2 separate regions of the Pan troglodytes genome follow, and region 2 is linked to region 1. A link is a contact called in public Hi-C data. All regions are on one chromosome and are shown on one strand. The core of a region is the stretch at or near the end of the contact, and the rest is flanking DNA. Distances in the headings are between cores, read along the strand shown. Region 1 holds the start of VAV2 (vav guanine nucleotide exchange factor 2). Region 2 overlaps VAV2 (vav guanine nucleotide exchange factor 2).

The links. Hi-C and Micro-C count contacts between places; a contact is called where the count stands out from the background.
Region 2: a Hi-C map of stem cell-derived neural progenitor cells shows a contact between it and region 1, with 8 times the contacts expected there. The contact joins the enhancer-like site here to the promoter of VAV2 in region 1. A contact is called at or near these places in 6 of 7 Hi-C or Micro-C datasets (blood, induced pluripotent stem cells, a lymphoblastoid cell line and 1 more), 1 of 1 datasets of contacts at active chromatin or transcription factors (stem cell-derived excitatory neurons) and 1 of 1 other capture datasets (stem cell-derived neural stem cells).

The regions. Positions count from the first base shown.
Region 1 is chr11:4,405,949-4,412,819 of NHGRI_mPanTro3-v2.0_pri, reverse strand. It overlaps VAV2 (vav guanine nucleotide exchange factor 2), which reads right to left and starts at 2,800. Exons shown (of 29, transcript XM_054658485.2): 1 at 2,054-2,800. The coding sequence starts at 2,257.
Region 2 is chr11:4,615,922-4,622,792 of NHGRI_mPanTro3-v2.0_pri, reverse strand. It overlaps VAV2 (vav guanine nucleotide exchange factor 2), which reads right to left. Exons shown (of 29, transcript XM_054658485.2): 13 at 5,356-5,441; 14 at 4,452-4,584; 15 at 3,344-3,358; 16 at 1,848-1,957; 17 at 389-490. Among named protein-coding and RNA genes, the nearest start is that of SARDH, 42 kb to the left of the region's middle. Within about 2 kb of position 3,877, at least 8 of the 24 cell types and tissues checked have an H3K27ac peak or open chromatin away from gene starts, as enhancers often do. A contact at or near this core is called in induced pluripotent stem cells, stem cell-derived neural progenitor cells and stem cell-derived neural stem cells, where this site is marked.

The DNA.
Region 1 (6,871 bases), core at 1,551-4,050:
CTTAGCAAATCCTCACAGCATGGCTAAGGGGGGACTGCTATGACTGTTCTCATGACAGAGATGGGGAAACTGAGGCTCTGGAGGTCGTTGCCTACCTGGGAGGGGACAGTGCCAGGATTCAATCAGAGCGGAGAGCCACACAGACACACACCCATCTGGTCCTCCTACCATCCAGGCCCCTACATGTCCTCCACCAGTCTGGCAGCAGGGCCCCTAAACACCCCTCTACAGGCCCAGCAGCGGGACCCCTAGACACCCGTCCACCCCCAGCAGCAGGGCTCAAGGGGCCTCTGTCAGGGTTCGTATTGCTGCCTGGCCAATGGCTCCAGAGACCCCAGGAAGTCTCTGGCTTGAACTTCCAGTGCAGGGGCTGAGCCAAGCCACCTGCCACAGCCACGGCCCCCTCCTCTTCCCATCTTCCCAAACCACAGCTGGGGAGGGGCAGCCCCCGGACCCAGCGAGTCCACCAGGCAAGGCTGGGTTCCTCCCAAGCCTCCTCTGTGCGGACCCAGCTGCCCTGCCTCTGCCCTGAGCCCCAGCCTGCAAGCAGCAGGGAATCCTGCCCGAGCAAGTCAGCCTGGGCAGCCCCTGGAACTCATATCAAAGGCAGCCGCCTTGGTTCGAGGCCCAGCCCTGCTCCCCCACAGCTACCCTTCTCCTCAGTTTCTCCAGCCATAAAATGGAGTCCAGACCTCCCAGTCCCCGTGGGGCTCTGAGAACAGATCTGGGGAAGCCCTCTGCAGCGGTGACCGCCACCCCCGCCACCTGCACCTGACCACTGACATCCTGCGGGAAGAGGGGCTGGCTCCCAGGGAGGCCTCTGAGGGCTCCTGCTAAGCCGGTCCAGGCAGTGCTAGGTAATCATTACCCAGTGGGAAGGCGGCCCCTTCCCCTCAGGGCTTGCCTTTGTCAGCGCCCCCCAACCCGGCAGAGAAAGGCCCGGTCTCCTAGGAAACGCAGTCACCGCCAAAGGGCAGAGGCCTCGCAGCCCAGCCTGGAATCGCTGGTGACTCACTCTCCCTCCTTCCCAGGAACCACGTCCTAAGTCCCACTGGTGAATGGTCCCTCTCCACATGGAGTTGCCACTGCGCGCGGTGAGGGGCTGCTGAGCTGGCTGGAAGATCGCACCTCCTCGGCGCTGGGTGGACCCGGCTGCCACCCCCTCTGCCTCCCCCGACCTCTTCTAAGCTGCTCCCGGTAAGGATTCCGCGACCCCCGGAGAACAGGACGGAAGCCTCGATTCTCTCAAGTCTTAGCCAAGTTCCCTCTAAGAGGCCAAGAAAAGCAGCTCCGTTCGGCGGGGCAGGCATTTTCCTGCCTGGCCCTGCGGCCGCACGCGTGCCTCCGCCGCGACAAAGGCCACGCTCAGCGCCCGAAGGAGGGGTGGGGGTGTTGGGAAAGCGATGGGGGCCAGGACTGGGGCCAAGTGGCCCTGGGGATCCTCGGGGCGGCTCGACCCGGGAGCCAGGACTGGCGCCAAGTGGCCCGGGTCCGGGTCCGGGAAGAGGCGGAGGCTGGCGAGGGGGCGGTGCCCGGGGCGAACCCAGCTCCCTCCGGCCCCGAGGGCTCCCGCCCCGCGCCCCTCCCGGGCCCTCCAGCCGCGCCCCGGGCCGGCGCAGCGACCGCGCCCGCTCTTCCACCGGCGTCCGGCCAGGAGGCGCGAGGCCCGAGGATGCGACCCACGACGCGCACACCCGGCTCGGCAGGCTCCCTGGGGAATGAGGGGCCACTCGCAGGGCCCCGCAGAGCGAGCGCAGCGCCAGAGCCTCCCCTATCCCAGGCCGCGCAGACCGCGCAACCGGCGCACCAGAGCAGTGCCCGCGGGCGGCGGCGGCGCGACCCAGGCTGGGGGGACTTTGGCCAACTTCGCGCCTCCTGAGGTCGCGTCTCGGAGACCCGGGGCGCACCCTCCAGCCGCCCGCCCGCGTCCCGGAGCCCGGCCGCCCCAGCCAGGGCGCCTGGGCCGCCGCCGCTGCGACCTCCGCGTTCAGTCCGCGCGTCGGGCAGCGCGAACGCCGCAGCCCCGGGGCCCTCCCGCCCGCCGGGCGCTCACCTGGGACATCTGCGGCCGGAAGTTGATGTCCTTGAGGTCGATGGAGCCGGGGGAGAGGTTGTGCAGCAGCTGGCACAGAAGGACCCCGTCGCGCAGCGCCTGCGCCAGGTCGAAGACCACGGCCGAGGGCCACACCACCCGGTGGTTGGGCGGCAGGACCTTGCAGTCGATGAGCCAGCGGCCGCACTGCCGCCACTGCTCCATGGCGCCCGCGGGCCCGACCGGCTCAGAGCAGTGCTGGAGCCAAAGTGCAGCGGCCGCGGGGCATCCCGCCCGCGCGCGCGGGGCTCAGGGCCGGGGCGGGGCTTCGCGCGCGCTGCCCCAGGTCCCCCGCTGCGCCGCCGTGCGTCCCCTCCTCTTCCTCCTCCTCCTCCTCGGGCTCCTCTCGGGCCGCCGCTCCCGCCCACGTGCGGCCGCGGGGCGAGCAAGGGGCAGCGCGCCGGATCTCCCCGCTTCACACACGCAAGTGCCTGCGGGCCCCGAGCCGGGCTCCACGCAGCCAGTCGCCGCAGCGCTCCCCAATCCGCGCCGCCGGGCGCCGCATTCTGCGCTCGGGGCGCCCCGCGGCCGCCGCGGCTCCTGCCCCGCCCGAGACAAAGGCCCGGCGGGGTCGCTCGCTCCGCGCGTCCCGGGCCTGGGCCGCCCGCGTCGCCGCCGCTTTGTTCGCCCCACCCGCAGTCCCCACGCCCGGCGCTGCGACTCGACGACTCCGCGGCTCGGCGGCTCCGCGGCTCCGGGGCGCTTGGGGCGCAGGGGGCGCGGCCACGGCCGGGCGGGGCAGGGGCGGGGCCGGAGCACTCGCCTGGCACCTCCCCGCGTCCCAAGCGCCGCCCCCGCCCCCCCACTTCCTGCCCCGCTACCGCCCGCGAAAGTTGCGGTGGGCGGGGGTTGCGGCGCAGGCCCAGGTCCGGCCGACTTTCTCCAAGGGCGCTCGGACTCTGGGGAGCCCTTCTCCCTGGGGGAGCGACCTCGCCCGTGGAGTGATGGCCGGGCGTCCCCCCGGGTGCCTTTGGTCCTCCGTGGAGGTCAGGAGGTGGTCCCTGTCGCGCTGGGCGCCCTCGCATGGCCGTTCGGTAACGACAGACTCGGGAGAGGGCACCGGGCTGGGCCGAAGCTTCCTGAGCCCCCTTGGCCCATCAAGCCGCCCCGGCGGGATACCCGAGGCTGAGGCTGAAGGCACACGGGCCCAGGACTCCCAGAGCCCTCTTCCTGTCCTCCGCCCTGGCCGGGGGCCCATAGGAAGACCCCCGACCCTGCATAAAGGCCAGGATTCCCCAGCTTTTGGCCAAAGTCCTGGCCACTTGCAGCTGCCCAGCGGGCAGTTCCTGGCGTCCAGGGCGGAATGCATGACATGAGTGAGGGCAGGAAGGTGCTCTCCGGCCCAGGATCGCAGCCGGCCCCGGTGCTGATCCGCCCTGATCTCCCTTCTAGGCCACACCCTGGGTGGTGGGGGTGCGGTCTGTCCAGCTGGCAACGTGTGACGGTAGGAGGGGCTTCAAGGACAAACAGATTCTGCAACTGAAATTATATGGATCCTGGCTCAGCTGCCGGGAACCGCGGGTTTTCACTGCTGATTCACTGGGGGACACCAGGCAAGTCCAAGCCCTTCTCTGAGACTGGCTCAGCCCGGAGGCTGGGGTGCGGTGTCTGAGGGCTCCCACCCTGGACTCCGGTGGAATCCTGGGCCTGTATGAGCTGGGGCCGCACTGCAGCCCCCGGACCCCTTACCCCGTGGCTTCCCTGCGCAGGGGCCGGAACGGGGATGCGAGCCCAGAGAGGGTCCCCTGGGCCCAGGGCCTCCGATGGGGGTCCTGTCCTGGAAATTGGTCTCTGCAGAGTCAGACTCACCCCTTCTCCACTTGAGGTGGAAGCAGGGGGTCCCAGCTTAGGGTCTGGCCCGTAGAGAGAGGTCAGGAAGGAGCTGGCCCCTGCAGCAGTAAACTCAGGCCAGGTGGCTGGTGAGGCGGGGGCTCCGGTCTCTTGCCCTTCCCCGAGGAAGCAGCAGTGGGCACCTTTAGGGCAAGGGGGAGAGCTTTCCTCACCGAAGCAAGATGGGGCAGCAGGTGGACCCATCAGCATCTCCCTAAGAAATAAGAAAGCCAGGAGTGAAACCTGAGCGGGGCCCTCCAGCCCCATCTGAGAGCCTACACTGATCCCTCCTCCTGCAAAGCCTCATCCCCTCCTCTCTAGAGCGGGGAGACCCGGCTCCCACCGGACTTGCTTGTGAAGAATGGACAGATAAATTACCCAGAGGCTTCCCACTGTGCTGGGACAGAAAGGGCTCAGAGAGGAAGAAGAGCTACCCACTCTCCCAACCCCTCGCCTGGAGCACGGCGCATTGATGCACTAAATATCTCTTTCCCCAGGTGGCTCCCTCAGCAAGAAGGGGGCCTCTGTCCTCACTGTCCTGGGCCTGCCTGCTCTGGCCAAGAGGACCGGCCAGGTCTGGGACCCAGGCAGCCGCCCGCCAACAATGCCATGGGTACCTGCTGCCCCCTGGTGGTGCTGTCACCACAGGGCACCTGGCTGCACCCAGGAGGGGCTGCACAGAAAATCTGGGGTTGACCCTTGAGAGACCCAAGTCAGGAGACACAGACTTCACCACAGTGGCCCTGAGCCACTCAGGCCTCCCGGGTTCCCAGGTCCTGATCTGCATAGGACATTCACCGGCCCTGTGCACCTCCCAGAATCCTTGGAGGCTCCGAGGGCAGGATGGATGTGAATCAAAGAATAAAAGTTTGGTGGGGCCAGGTACAGCAGCTCACGCCTGTAGTCCCAGCACTTTGGGAGGCTCAGGCAGGCAGATGGCTTGAGTCCAGGAGTTCAAGACCAGCCTGGGCAACACAGTGGGTCCCTGTCTCAAAAATAAAATAAAAGGTAAAGAAAATGGGGCAGGAGCTCCCTTTGTAACCTTTAGTGTGAGTGTAATGATGAACAGGTTGAGACTGTGTGGACTCAAGGCACATGCCAGGAAGACCAATAGAGGGGACGCTGTTCCGGAAAATCCTACCACCATCCACGTCCACTTGGACTCAGGGCTGTCCGCCAGGACTGCCTGCTGCACACCTCCAGGGGGCGAGAGTCCCATCACACCTTGGAGATGGGCTCCAGGGGGAGCTGCTTACATAGACTGCCAGTGAGCAGCTGCCAGTCCAGCCGAGTAGATTAAACCAGGGAACGAGAAGTGCCAGCATGGGCCACATACCCCAAGTATGGGGGAGGGTCACAGGCGGCGGAGGAGGGCACGAGGCAGGGCACACCCGGGGAGGGAGCGGCAAGGCTTCCAGGAGAAACTGAGGTTTGAGTTGACAACCAGAGATTGATCATGGTTGCAGTGACTAGGAGAGGGTGACATGGAGGATGGAGAGCTTGGGCAGGAGTTGATTTTTAAACCACAAAGGAATTCAGCGTTGCCATGATCTCAGGCATTGAACAATAAACCGCAGTGTCCTCCTGAGCTCCTGTCTCATTCTCCCCGGCAGCCATGCGGGCAACGAGTCCCAGCAGTCCACCTTCCTGTTCTGTCCAGCATCTGCCCCCTCCTGGCCCACCCCCACCAAGCCCCAGGCCCCCTCTCCTTGGACCCACTTCCACCTTTCCACCTGTCCTCCGCAGCCAGCAAGGACCCAGTCGGCCCTCAGTGACACCCTGTCTCTCTTCTGTGCAGATGGGCACCTCGGGGCTCCCGCCTCACTGGAGGTAAGATCTAGCAAATCACTGTAACTGTAATTTTTAAACCCAATATATTCTTTCACGGAAGCCACAGATGCATTAAACTGATCCAAAGACAGCTTATAAAAGGCAATGTAATCAGAGGCTGGATGTGGTGGCTCATGCCTGTAATCCCAGCACTTTGGGAGGCTGAGGTGGGTGGATCCCTTGAGTCCAGGAGTTCAGGACCAGCCTGGGCAACACGGTGAACGCTGTCTCCACCAAAATACAAAAATTAGCCTGGCATGGTGGTGCACGCCTATAGTCCCAGCTACTTGGGAGGCTGAGGTGGGAGGATCACTTGAGCCCAGGAGGCAGAGGTTGCATCGAGTCGAGATCGTACCACTGCACTCCAGCCTGGGTGACAAAGTGAGACCCCATCTCAAAAAAATAAAAAATAAAAGGCAATATAATCTTATTTATTGACTTGTGGCATATTTTAACACTATTGCTATGTGAATTAACGTTACACTACGTAAGATTGCAGTTACGTCGCACATTGTCACTTTCAAGTCGTTATATTTTAACAGCATTCATAGTTGCAGTAACCAATCCTGTGTCTTGAGTCTGAGTGGCTGGCCTAGGTGATGGTCACCTCCTTTAAACCACAAGCCACTCCATCACTTCTAGTTACTGTTATTGTACTGAGTGGTCCAACATAAAAACCAGCTCACATTGCTGAGCTGTCCAAGGTCACCCAGCAACACAGGAAAAAGCCAAGTCCAAACGCCAGGGCTTATTGACACTTGTGTGCACCCCCAAATAGAGGCTGCTGCTGAAAGGGCTTTCCACACCTAGAACTTTCTGCTTTCCCTTAATGCACTGATGTGGGTGGGGAGGTGACGAGGGAGGGAAAATGATCTGATGTCTAGAACACGTGGATACGGAGTCAGCAACACAGCGCAGTGCCTGGAGCCCACAGGCACACCGCCCCCCCACCCACTGTGGTACTGAAATGAGCCCTTAGTACAGGCAGGAGTAGCAAGGCTAAGAAACGGGAGCCGAAGGGTCCGAATCTGACTTAAAGGAGGGAAGGGCAGCTGGAAGTATATCCACGCATCCTGGAGGTCCTGGAAGCCTGGTGACTCTTGGATCCTCGGGGTCCCA
Region 2 (6,871 bases), core at 2,628-5,127, 210 kb before region 1:
GGAGCGCAGTGGCGACATCACAGCTCACTGGAGGCTCAATCTCCAGGACTTATTCAATTCTCCCACATCAGCCTCCCGAGTAGCTGGGGCCACAGGTGCAGGCCAACACGCCTGGCTGACTTTTGTATTTTTTGTACAGACAGAGTTTTGCCATGTTGCCAGGCTGGTCCTGAACTACTGGGCTCAAGCGATTCGCCTGCCTCAGCCTCCCAAAGTGCTGAGACTTGAGCCACCATGCCTGGCACGGGCCTGACTCTTGTGGGGTATACTCCCTTAACCCCTCAGGGCCTCCCACAGGGAACATGGGACAGACGGAACACTAAGCTCTCTCAGGGGCCTGGGCTGGGCGTGGAGCGAGGTGAGGGCTGTAGCAGGGGGTTTCCCACACCTGAGGAACATTTTGCAGGCTTTGCAGTTGGTGGTCTTGTCAAACGTGTACATCTGGAAACTGTGGTGGTTGGCATTGGCTTTGTCTGGCTTGATGTTTGACCTGGCAGGAGGGAAAGAGAGCAGACGCTACACCCACTGGATTCCCCGAGCCCCACCATGTGGCCATCCTGGGAACCAGCTGGGCTCCGGACTCAGGCTGTGCAGAATCCGAAAGGGCCTGGACTCCAAGCCTGGCTCTGCCCGCAACATGGGGCAGACTCAGGGCCCAGACTCCCTGCTGGTAGAAGGCAGGTCAGAGAAGACGCTTTAACACTGCTGCACTGGCCTGAGAGAACCTTCCAGGTGGGGACGGTGGTCTAAGGTCCTGACTGGGATTGGATGTGGGCAGGTGTGGGTATTTGTTAAAACTCAGAAAACATATACTTAAGATTTGTTTGCCTCATTGGATATAAGCTTGAAATTTCAGAAGCTAAACAAATATTGGGCCCCCTGAGGTACTCAGGGGGGCTGCACTGGTGTGCAATTCACTTTGACACAGACCCGCTGTTGGATGGCTGGGGTGGGGTGGGGTGATGTGGATGGCGGCGGCGTGGTGAGAAGACGGCTATTCACCATCACGTCGCTTCAGCTTCCATGAACACTTGAACTTTTGCACAATAGGATGTTGGGGAGAAAATTACAGGCCATGGAAAGCGAGTGGCCGAAGAGAAGATGCCCCAGGCCTTCCCCACAGAGCCTGGGTGCAAACCAGCTGGCTGCATCTATTCCCACGAGCCAGGCCCTGGCCCTGCTGTGTCCAATGGTTCCCTTTCGATCCTCCCAAAAAGGCCAGAACACAGGCCTTCCCCTCTCCATTTCACCAGAGGAAACGGTCAGAGAGGCGAGTGCACCTGCCTGCAGGCCCCAGCTCACCTGCCCGCAGAGCTCAAGCACAGACAACCCTGCTGGCCCTCCAGGGTCCGTGTTCCGGGAACCTGCTCATCATCTTTCTCTGTTTCACATATCTAGGATATGAGTCCTCTTGGATCTCATGGAAAAATAGTTCTGTGGCTTCAAAAACAGGTGCCAAGCCACCAGCCCATAAGACCCTGAAGACTGGGGTCACCAGGAATCCTCTGGCATCGTGGCCACTCCCAGCCGGTCACTGCTCTGTGGGCCAGGCGTGCCAGGCTCAGCCTCAAGGGTGGGATGGCTCATTCCAGCAGGACAGCGGAGCCTGCCTGGGACAGGCTGTGGCAGAGGGAGAGCCCTCTCACTCTGGATCGATTGTTAAAGAGGACGTCACTGCTTGAGGCTGGTGTCCCAGGGGTGATGGAGGTTGTCTGTGTCCCTGATGTTCCAACTTTGCCTCCCACCGCCCCTGGTCTGAGAGGAACCACAGACACAATCCACCTGGGCTTCCACCCCCCATACAACTCATCTGCCGGGGACATGGGGGCTGCCGCCCTGGAACTCACATGGCCATCTCAAACTGCTCCATCCACTTCCTCTTCATATCTTCTGTTTTGCAGAAAAACTGGAAGCCCTGCTTTCCTTGAAGGTGAATTAGGTAGAAGCCGTAGGACCACTGCGGGGGGGAGAGGGGCCATGCTAGCAATAGACACGGCTTCAGACATCCTGGCACATGTCCACGTGTACTCTCGCCTGTGCAGCATGTGCACGTGTGTATATGCATACGTGCACAGGTGCCTGTGCCTGTGTGAACACATGTTCTCACGTGTGTACCTGCACGCTTGCCCATGCTGTATGTGCACACATGTGCCTCTGTATGCATGCATGTATAGCTGTGTGCCCATACCCTCACGTGAGAATACATATGCGCTTGTGCCTTCACCTCTGCATGCATACTAGTGTGCTCCTGCGTGCATGGGTGTGCATCTGTGCCTGCACACGTGTCTATGCGTGTGCACCTGTGCATGAGTGTGCCCAGTGCTCCTGTGAGCATGTGCACACACACACTTGTATCTGTCCCTGCAGGTACACACGTCCTAACTCGTATGATGCACATGCACCCATGCTGTGTGAGCTCTCCTGTGCGTGCTCTCCTGTAGGAGCTCTCCTGTGGGTGCTCTCCTGTGGGTGCTCTCCCGTGTGAGCTCTCCTGTGGGTGCACACACACATGCCTGGGCAGATCTGCACTCCTGCCTGCGCCCATGTGCGAGGATGCTCCACCGAGTGCATATGTAGATGCATGTTAAGCGGGGGCAGGATCCCAGGAAGGATGAGCGCAGGGCCCCACCCAGGGCCCCTCCACAAGGCCTGACCACCCACTTTCACTTCCTAAATGCGATGCTAAAAAAACCTCACTTCTCTGAAGTAGAACAGTAACAACAAAAAGGCAGGGAACAGCCATGGGCCTGGGGCACCCTCCGTGAAGCCATCCCCGACTGAGCAACCCACAACTGCCCCCTTCCCTGCCTCCCCTTCGGCCACCCCACAGGCCTCGCCATCTCTCCGAGCTCTCGGACAAAGGGCTCTCAAAGTGGTCCAGAAAAAAGAGTTTGGCAAATAGGAGCCTACTGGGTTAGAAAAGATGGCGGGAAAGAGGAACGAAGGGAGGGATGGAGAGGGGAAGCGTGGAGCGGGGATGGGAGGAGGAAAGACAAGGAAAGAGAGAGGAAAAGGGGAGAAAGAGGGAGGGAGGAGGGAGAGAACACAGAAAAACAAAAAGGATGATGGAGAGCTGAAGAGAGACCAAGAAACCCCAGCCTCTGACCCCGAGCTCCAGGGACTGAGGATCACGGAGTTTTCCTTTCACACTGTCTTAGCGGGCAAGCCTTTCATCATGAATACAAATCATTTCATCATCAGGAAAGGGAGTGGAGGACGAAGGACCAAGAAAACCCTGAGCCCAGCCCCTCAGGCCCCTGGGTCCCCTGGCTCCGGGCAGAAGTGCCAGCACCAGGCTGGGATGATTGAGGCAGGTGGGAGGACCTGGGCGCTAGGTGCTTACCATTTTCCCGTGAGACTAGGAAGCATGGAGAGGAGAGGAAGGGGAACACGGTCAGTGAGAGGCTAAGCCCGGCCCTGTGGTGGGTGCCGCAGTGTGGGGGCGCCAGGAGCCCTGGCAGGTGGGACACCCCTCAGTGCCCAGGCTGGGGGTGGGGTGATCAGCGGGGAAAGGAATTTCTTCCCAGAGTGTTGGGTGCTGGTGGCAGGACTGCCTCATGGGCCCCAGTTACTTGTTTTGGGCATGAGGGCAGGGAGGGTCACCCTCAACAGCTCATCCAGTCTGCACTTGCTGGGTCTGGACGAGGGCTACACTGCCAGCCCTGGAGGCCAGGGACTGGACTTTCAGAACAAGGGCTCCTGAGCCCCGCCCCCCACCCCACCAGGGCTGCACACGGTAGGTGCTCAAGTGCCATGGGCAGAAGCCTCAGCTGAAGCAGGACTGAACCAGACAGCCAGCCAGCAATAGCCCTATAGCCATGGTCCTGCCCCACAGCAGCTTCGGCCCCGTCCCTGTAGCCCTGGCCCCACCCCCTGGCAGCCACAGGCCCACCTCTGCAGTCCTGGCCCCGCCCCAGCAGCCACAGGCCCCACCCCTGCAGCCCTGGCCCCACCCCAGCAGCCACAGGCCCCAGCCAGCTACATGTAGAGTCTTGGACAAGCCACAGCCAGACCTACCCACAGCCCTCCTCCAAGCACCGCAGGGTGGGACGGGAGAGGAAAGCCTGCTTGCTACAAGGGACAACATGGGCTAGAGTCAGGCTGGCCAGATGGAAAGCCAAGGTTGAAAGTCCCACCCTCACTAGAGGCCTTGGGGTGGCCTCTCCCCTCTGCTTCAGTCGCCTCACTGGGGAGTGGGATTCTGGTCTTGCCCACCTTTCTGGGGGGCGCTGGGCCCGGCGAGGAGCAGGCCTGCTATGAGCAGTGGTCACGACAGCGAGGCAGTGACTCAGAGAGGAGCCTTCCTGCAGAGTGGAGACGCCCACCCCAACCCACCCGGCCAGCATCAGCGGCTGACTTCGAGTCCCCTTCCCCTGGGGTCTGGAACCCAGTGCCTCTCTCCAGGCCACCCCCACGTTCCTGGGTAGCAGGGGGGACCCGGAAGGCCCCACCTTCTTGACGTCCTTGTTGTTCATGGGGTCGTCGGTCATCTTGTGGAACAGCAGCTCGATGATCTCCTTGAGCTCGTAGCTGTAGCCCTTCCGCTTGCAGACGATGACCACCTTGTCAAACAGGAACAAGTACCTGGGCCAGGCAGCGCAGCGGGGGATCAGCACCCCAGCACTGTGTGCTCTGCTCCGAGGAGGCGGCAGGAGCTGAGCCTGAGGCTCTGGCACGCGGCTTCCTCTCCGGGCGAGCCCTGCCCTCACCTGGCTCACCAGGCTAATGCTGAGCCTCGGTCAGGTCTCGGCTGTTCCCACACTGCTTCTCCAGGAAGCCTTCCTTGGCTCCCTACCCCCGTGACTGAGGCTGTGCCAGGAGCCCTTCAAGGGGCTCCTGCATCCCCCACGCTGGCCTCCCATGCAACACTGACCCCCGATGGCTACTCCCAGTTGATCCCGCGCTGGACTGGGAGCCTCAAGAGGGCGGGACCCAGATCTGCTGTGACCCCTGCCCCAGCATACAGTAGGTGCACAAGGAGGGCCCTGGACAAGCCTGGGCCACCGTGCGCCTGGACACTCTCCGGCAGTCATTTGGCAAAGAGCCCATCCGACCACTCTGGGCCTGTCTTGGGTTCCTGGAGGCTGAGCATTGGCAGTGAGGGGCCTGGCCCTCATCTTTGGCTGCCCCAGCCCAGCCTGGTGCCCGCCACGGGCACAAAAGCCCCACTGCTGTGGCGCCCGCTCGCTGACGAGAAGGAAGGAAGCAATTAAAACTGAACAACACAAAGCCACCGCCAGGCAGCTCTTTCCACAGGAAGGCCTGGCTTCCAGAGCCACTTAGGAGTGGCTCCCTGGGAGGGAGAGCCAGACCCTGGCGGGACGCCACCCAGCCCACAACGCGCGCCCCGCTCACCTGTCCTGCTTGGTGTGGTTGACTATGGACCGGACTTTCAGTTCCCCGTCAATCTTTGGTCTTCCAAATTCCTCCAGTTTCACTTGCTGGGAAGAAGGAGAGGGGCCGTCAGCTGGGGCTGGAGCAGCCCCAGTTCTCCTGACCGCAGGGGCAGGGCAGACTGTCGTGCACCCAAGGGAACTCCCCACAGGCAGCAGAGGCGGGACGAAGGGAAACAGCCCCTGTGGCTCCCAGCTGGTGCTCAGGATGGACGAGGGAGGGTGCAGAAGACCGGGAAGGAACTGGGCCTGGCAGCTTCTCTCCCTTTCCTGGCCAGCCCCGCCAAGGGGCTCCCTTCAGCTCTTGGGACAAAGGGCGATTGACTGTGCCAGTTGCGTTCACAGAGGCCGCCGCTGTGTGGAGCCCCAAGCGGGACCCGGTCGGAAAAGCCAGAAGCCCAAGCCCCACGTTCAGGAGAGAACAAACAGTGCCTATCTGCTGCAGGGCGGGTGGGGCCGGGGTCCTGCCAAGGGTGAGGCTTCGACTCAGACCCCTGTGTGGTTCGCTGAGGTTCATTTTCGTTGTCTGTCTGGTTTTGTCTCTGTGACTCTTCTGATTCAGAGAGAGCTTCTCTTGACATGTTCCCTGCGTGGCTTTCAAAGTGTCCACAGACAGGAAAAGGTGGAGGAAAATGCTTCAAGACAAGAACAGGGCCCTGCCTGGGAGGTGCTCGAGGCACAGGCTCAGTGTCTCCTTCCAAGGTCTCAGCCCCAGAGGCTGCAAGGACAGCTTTGGTGCCACATAGTCCCAGTCAACTTGCTCCAGGCCTCTGATCTCAGCTCTCACCACCTTCCCTGTGGTGACGGGATTCAGAGCCAGGACTGGGTACAGGGCCTGGCTCATGGGGATGCTCGACGCCTGCTGGCCATGCTGTTTTATTCTTGCTGTTGTCGTTTTTGAGGTAGTCTCACTCTGTCACCCAGGCTGGAGTGCAGTGGCGCAATCGTGGCTCACTGCAACCTCCGCCTCCCGGGTTCAAGAGATTCTCCTGCCTCAGCCTCCCAAGTAGCTGGGATTATAGGCACCCGCCAGCACGCCTGGCTAATTTTTGTATTTTTAGTAGAGACAGGGTTTTACCACATTTGCCAGGTTGGTCTCGAACTCCTGACCTCAAGTGATCCTTCCACCTCAGCCTCCCAGAGTGCTGGGATTACAGGCATGACCACCGCGCCCAGCCTGTTCTTGCTGTTTAATGAACAAGTATTACTTCTATGTAAAAACTTAAAAAACAAAACAAAACGAACTTTTCTCCTCACGTCGTGCTCACTGTACGCATTTGTGAACGCCTCGCGCAGGAGCTCACGGCAGCACGGACCCGCCAGGTGCTGATGGTGCAGGGTGCGGCCGTCCTTGGCCTCCTCTGCACCCACACATTTTAATTTCTTTCTAAAATGAAAGATGAAGGGGGCAGTATCATAATGCCCTTCAGAAGCTTATTTTTTTTCCTTTCATCGCCGACGTATCGCAGGTGCTTTTC